Linked DNA regions of Mus musculus: region 1 is linked to region 2. A link is a contact called in public promoter capture Hi-C data. All regions are on one chromosome and are shown on one strand. Each heading gives the region's core, a stretch centred on a gene start, on an enhancer-like site or on the middle of the called end of the contact. The rest is flanking DNA. Distances are from core to core; before and after follow the strand shown. Region 1 holds the start of Tspyl5 (testis-specific protein, Y-encoded-like 5). Region 2 holds the start of Sema5a (sema domain, seven thrombospondin repeats (type 1 and type 1-like), transmembrane domain (TM) and short cytoplasmic domain, (semaphorin) 5A).

Region 1 (2,700 bases), core at 51-2,550, 1.4 Mb after region 2:
GGGCTGCCTCACTGCAGGTGCAGGGCTCAGTTTTGCTGGACCTGGCCTTTCTTCCTTTCCTTTCTCTCCACGGGCTTCTTCACTGATCAGGTAGTACTGTAGAGGATTGGGCCACAGGTCCTCATTAATTATCTCAACAATCTTGTCAGACTCAATAGAGCTGTGATTTGAAAACCACCCAAAGAAGCTACCATTGTTTTCTGGGTTTTCCTTGCTTAGGGATTGTAGATCATGGCCTGGGAGCCACTGGATTGGAGCTGAACGAGACACCACTTGACCGGATGGACCACAGCCATATTCCTTAATGAGCACCTTGTTTTGGAAATAGGGGTTTCGGCCAAAGTAGAACTTGATTTTGTAGCCCAACCTGGCAAGGCCAAGTTCTTCCACCTCCAGTCTGTTCAAATAGCTCAATACCTCCTTATCTTTGGTATTCAGAAAAGCTGACAGCTGGGGATGGTTCTGAAAAGCTTGCCCCCAGAAGCCCGGAATGCTCTGGATGAGGAGGTTCCGGCGCTCTAAGTGGTGAAGTCGCAACTGGCCAAACTTGCGTGAAAGCCTGAGATATGCCCTGTCAGCCTGTGCATTCATGGTCTCTAGCTTTAGCTGGACCGTCTCTAGGGTATCCATGCTGCCCACTGTCGCGGGAGACCCTGCCCCAGCATGCTTCTCTGTCATCTTTTTTTCCTCCCCCACTGGAGCAGCGGCGCACAACCCCGCAGAGGCCATCTTCGGCTTCCCACTAACTGTGGCCTGAGGTCCCCTCCCCGTGGCGCTCCGAGTATCTGGGGCCTTCCTCCCGGGGACTCGCCGATTTCCAATGCGGGAGCCGCGTCGCAGCTTCGCCAAGGCTCCCACGGTTCCCACGAAGCTGGTGTCGCTGGTCAGGCGCTCGGCGAGGGAACGGGCCCTCTCCAGGTCCGGATCAGGGGCCGCCAGCCCGCGCTCGTCTGCAGCCCGAGCCCGCAACGCCAGGCCGCAGTCCAGCGGGAGGCGGCAGGCCGCCTCTTCCCGCAGCTCGGCTGGTTCGGCGCCTCCTTGAGCTGCGCCGGCCTGCACCTGCGCGGCCGCGGAGTCCTCCCCGAGCCGCGGGCTCTGTGGTGGCTTTTCGTCGTGCCAGGCGTCTTCCGCAGCGGCCCGGACCCGGGCTCTGGCCCGGCCTTTGCCCCGGCCTTTGGCGCGGGAAGACTTTCGACCCCTACTCCGTCCGCTCATGGTGCCAGAGAACAAGGTTTCAAAGCCGCTACCAGCCCAGGGTCTCTACGAAGCTGGCCTCTCCATGGCAACCGTGACGTCACCACGGCAGGACCCACTGCACCCAGTGATTGGCTCCGCTCAGCGGCTGCGTACCAGCCCACCCTCACATGCTACACGCCCTTAGTCTTATTTTGCAGTTAGAAAGTTAGTTTCCACCTGTGCTTGGCCTTGGTAGTGTTGCTGACTCATCTCCTATCATTGATAGCAAGCGTGTCCCCAGGGGTTCATAAGACAGAGCCATTGCTCCTACAGTGACATCGTAAAGGCACCCACTACCGTCTCCATCAATTTTCTAAGTATTTTTCCTCTTCTGTTATTTTCTGTGACATCTCTCATAATTAATTGGTCATCGGCATGTCTGTCTCATTACATAATTATTCTACTGTAAGATTTGTCCCAACGATTCAACTCTAGGGAATGTGAAAGCCAGAACCATAATATTTATGTAAAATGACTTAGAAAGAATAAAAAAGTAACATACAAGGCATTTTACTGAATACTAATTTTACATTATCTCTGTTCTTGAAGGAGGTATTCTTGTTCCCAGTTTCCTGATAAAATGGCAACTGAGGGCTGGTGTTAGTTACATCTCAGTGATAAAACAGTTACTCAGCATGTGGGAAGTCCTGGATTCAGTCCTTAGTGAGGAGGAGGATTCAGTCCTTAGTGAGGAGGAGGAAGAGCAGGTGGAGAGGAGAGGGATACTAAGGAACATTCTGGAGACTATACAGCGAAGGAGAAAAAGGCTTGGCCTAATTATGTTACCATGCTACCATAATCTGTTGGCCCTTTGCAAATGGCTATGGTGACTCCTAAGCTGTTCAGCATGTTAACAAATTCCAAACTCCTTGCCTAGGCACAAATCCTCCAGCTGCCTCAGGTCTACACAGAGTAACGCTGTGAATCCCAGTCCAGAGCCAGAAATAACAGGCCTGAGTCCAAGCTCCTGTAATTGGGATAGGACACACATAGAATAAAAATACCATTCTAGGAGTAGAGAAGGATTTCCAGGTGAGATTTTTGAGACAGAGGGTTTACAGGAGTAGTGAGGGAGGGAGCCCTAGAAATTTTTCATAGCCTACAGAGAATCAGCCAGAAAACCTGTCTGGCACTCCTAAAGAAACCTCATATCCTATAGCAGGGCTACAGCACCATGAGTACTGAGGGAATGCATGACAAATGTGAAGAGAAACTTTCTGAGTGGATCTTCCAGGTTCAAACACCACAACACCCTTGCAGTGAAAAACAGAGAAGTAAGCCTAGCCGTTGGGCAGGATATGGAAGCTTGCTCAAGGTGCACAAGAACTACTAGATCAGCAACTAAATGTTAACAAGCTCTCGGCCAGCTTTTATTTTTATTTATTTTAGATATTTTCTTTATTTACATTTAAAATGTTATACCCTTTCCTTGTTTCCCCCTATCCCATCCCTCCTACCCACCTG
Region 2 (2,700 bases), core at 133-2,632:
GCACACTCTGGGGTTGACATAGCCTCCAATGGACTCTTTCAAAAATGGTTTCGCCTAATTCTTTCATTTGAAGGTGACAGACACAACAAATTGGTGGCAACTTGTGCTTCTATTCACCTCCTCTTGAATCTCTGTGGTCCTGGATGAGCGGTGACACATTCCAGCTATTACCCGGTCCCTGTTTAGCATCATGGAACCCTCACAGAGGCCCCGAACTGTCACCGGCGCCCCTATCCCCTACCAGGGCACATTTGCAACCTGCCAATACCAGGATGTGATTGTGGCAAATGGGAACATCCTTAGGTCTTGCAGCTAAGAAACTCATTGATGAGGTTCCTTATGCAAAAGCACCCGAGGCCACCAACAAGGCCCGATATGGGAGGAAAACCTGAAGACATCGTTCCTTTACCCTATCCTGAGGGAAAAGGATCGCCAAGCATGGCTGTAGGGGCAGGGATCCACGGTTTCTGACTTTATCCTGTAATTTCCCCTCTTCACAACCTTGTATGTTGTTTAGAACTTGGTGAGTTGATCACTTCCTTAGAAGGAGAACTGAACAACGCGTCAATAAAGCTGCCTTCCCAAGGCATTTACTTTGCGTTCCAAGATAAACTTTTTGCCCCCATGCTCACTCAGTAAACTCCCAAGATACTTGCGGAGTACCAATTAGCCCAGCTGTTTCTGTCCATGAGGTAACCCTCTCCTAATTCCCATTAGGGCTACTTGGGAACCTCTTGCTCTATTTCCTTGGATGGCAGATTTATTCATTTCTCTGATCTATCCTTTTCAAGAACTGAGAGCCTTGCTGGGCCCAGCTCGCCTGTAAGAATCCGCGGCGGGCCCCTCACCACCCCCAAAGCACACCCCAGTCTTCTTATGATGACACAGAAGAACTGAATCTTAAACTTCCACTTTCTTCCCACCCGCGATCCGCCGGGGGCACGCACTTACCTGGAGCTTAGGCAGGCCTAGCAGACGCCACGTCTCTGGTTTGGGTTGAACTGCCTCCAGCCCTTTATACAGCCCATCCTGCAAAGTAGCCACGTAGGAGCCACCGGGCAAGGGGCGGGTAGCCAAAGAAGGTCTCTTCCAGGCGAGGAAGGGAGTTCGAAAAAAGTCACCAGTTGGGTGAGCTTGCACTCTGGTGGCACAAATAGAACTCCTGGGGTGTGTAGAGAGCCCCCTGGGGAGTGTTTGGGGGTCCCATCTCGGGAAGAGGCGGGGCTAGAGGAGGGGCCTGGGAAGGTCAGGGGTGGGTGGGGCGCTCAGTTTGCACGCGGGAGGGGCGGAGTAGGGGAGGTGCGGCGGAGGGGGCGGGGCGGGGGCGGGGCGAGGCGAGGCGGTCCTGTGCTCCCCGCCCCGAGCTCTGGGCCCGCTCACCCAGCGCTGGTCTACTCGCTAGGAAGGCGGCGTCAGCAGCGGCTGCTCACGCTGTGCCCACTCCCGCGCGCGCTGCGCTCCCGCCGCGGGTGGGCTCCTCAGCCCTTGGCTGACGGTGGCCCCAGCCTTGTGGCGACCTCTGTATCCCACCTTCCCACTGCGGGGGCGTCCCGGCACGTGCAATCCTTTTTGGGGGTGTTCTTGGTTCCCACGCGCAGCTACTAAGCAGAGGGTACCCAACTTTGCCACCTCACCGGTCGCCCTCTCTCGGCGCGAGCCTGTCCACTCAGCTGCACAACTGGAGACTCCGGCAGACTAGCTGGTCCCCAGCCTGGCGCGCTGCGAGAGGAGGATAGCTCTGGAGAAGTGGCGGGGTGCAGTGGTGGCGGCTGCCTCGACTTCCCTCGTAGTACACTGAAGAGGACCCTTGGAGCAGCTCCGGGCCCCGGGGCGCTGGATGACTAGCAGGAGGAACGCGCCCGGCATCTGGTGAGCTCTCTCCCCGCAGAGTCCCTGAGTGTCATAGCTGAGACCCTGCACGTGTGAACTGGACTCGGCACTGGTCCATTTGCGGGTGGTGTAAGTCTCTGGTAGGGTCACTCTGCAGACACCTGGGTGGGGACAACCTGGCAGAGGCGCGTGCAGGACTACCATCAAAGCGGGGGCGGTCGCAGTGGAGATAGTGCACGGGCTGGAAGTTTGTGTCTTAGCCTTTCCCTGGATACGAGCGTGGATTGAGAAGGTCCGGGTGTGCGACCGGTCAGTGGGCAAGCCTGCACCTCGGCCAGCACCTTTCAGGTACCCGTGGAGATCTGTGTGCGTAATCCGCGCTAGGCCAGGCTTGCTTGGTGGGATCTGGAACCGGGATTGGTGGTCGGAATCGCCTACCTCCCTGCACGGTGGACTAGGGGACATTTATTTTCCTGCTCTCTGCACAGGGGCTCTGCGGTGTTCGTGAAAATCTGGGGTTAGTGGGACCAGGGCACAACTCCGCCAGGGTGTTTTGCTGAGGAAGACTAAGGCAGGGATGGCGAAGCCTGGGGCTTCAGCAGGATGAGCTCCAATCGCAGAGCCCCCGTCTGCGGGCAGCCCAGCCGCACGCATTTCATACCCGGGTTCACGGTCTGGGGCCAGGAGAAGATCGGTGCTCAGGATATTCCGAGGAACTGTTGGAGGGGAGTGATCTCCGGCGATCGCCCTTGGAATTGGGCCCAGAGCGGGTAGGTCCCGGTCCCGGTACCCCTCACCTCCCGCCCCGGGCTTTGGCGGGAAGCGCTTTCACGTCCTTTTTTGTTGTTTGTACCTGGATGCGGTTGCCTT

The links. Capture Hi-C pulls out chosen DNA fragments and counts their contacts.
Region 1: a contact with region 2 is called in a promoter capture Hi-C map of liver, with 4 times the contacts expected there. The contact joins the promoter of Tspyl5 here to the promoter of Sema5a in region 2. A contact is called at or near these places in 1 of 39 promoter capture datasets (liver), 1 of 115 datasets of contacts at active chromatin or transcription factors (astrocytes) and 1 of 9 other capture datasets (liver).

Annotation. Positions count from the first base shown.
Region 1 is chr15:33,686,583-33,689,282 of GRCm38.p6, forward strand. It overlaps Tspyl5 (testis-specific protein, Y-encoded-like 5), which reads right to left and starts at 1,301. Exons shown (of 1, transcript NM_001085421.1): 1 at 1-1,301. The coding sequence starts at 1,215.
Region 2 is chr15:32,243,431-32,246,130 of GRCm38.p6, forward strand. It overlaps Sema5a (sema domain, seven thrombospondin repeats (type 1 and type 1-like), transmembrane domain (TM) and short cytoplasmic domain, (semaphorin) 5A), which reads left to right and starts at 1,383. Exons shown (of 23, transcript NM_009154.2): 1 at 1,383-1,869. Snhg18 (small nucleolar RNA host gene 18) reads right to left here and starts at 1,232. Exons shown (of 2, transcript NR_038186.1): 1 at 952-1,232.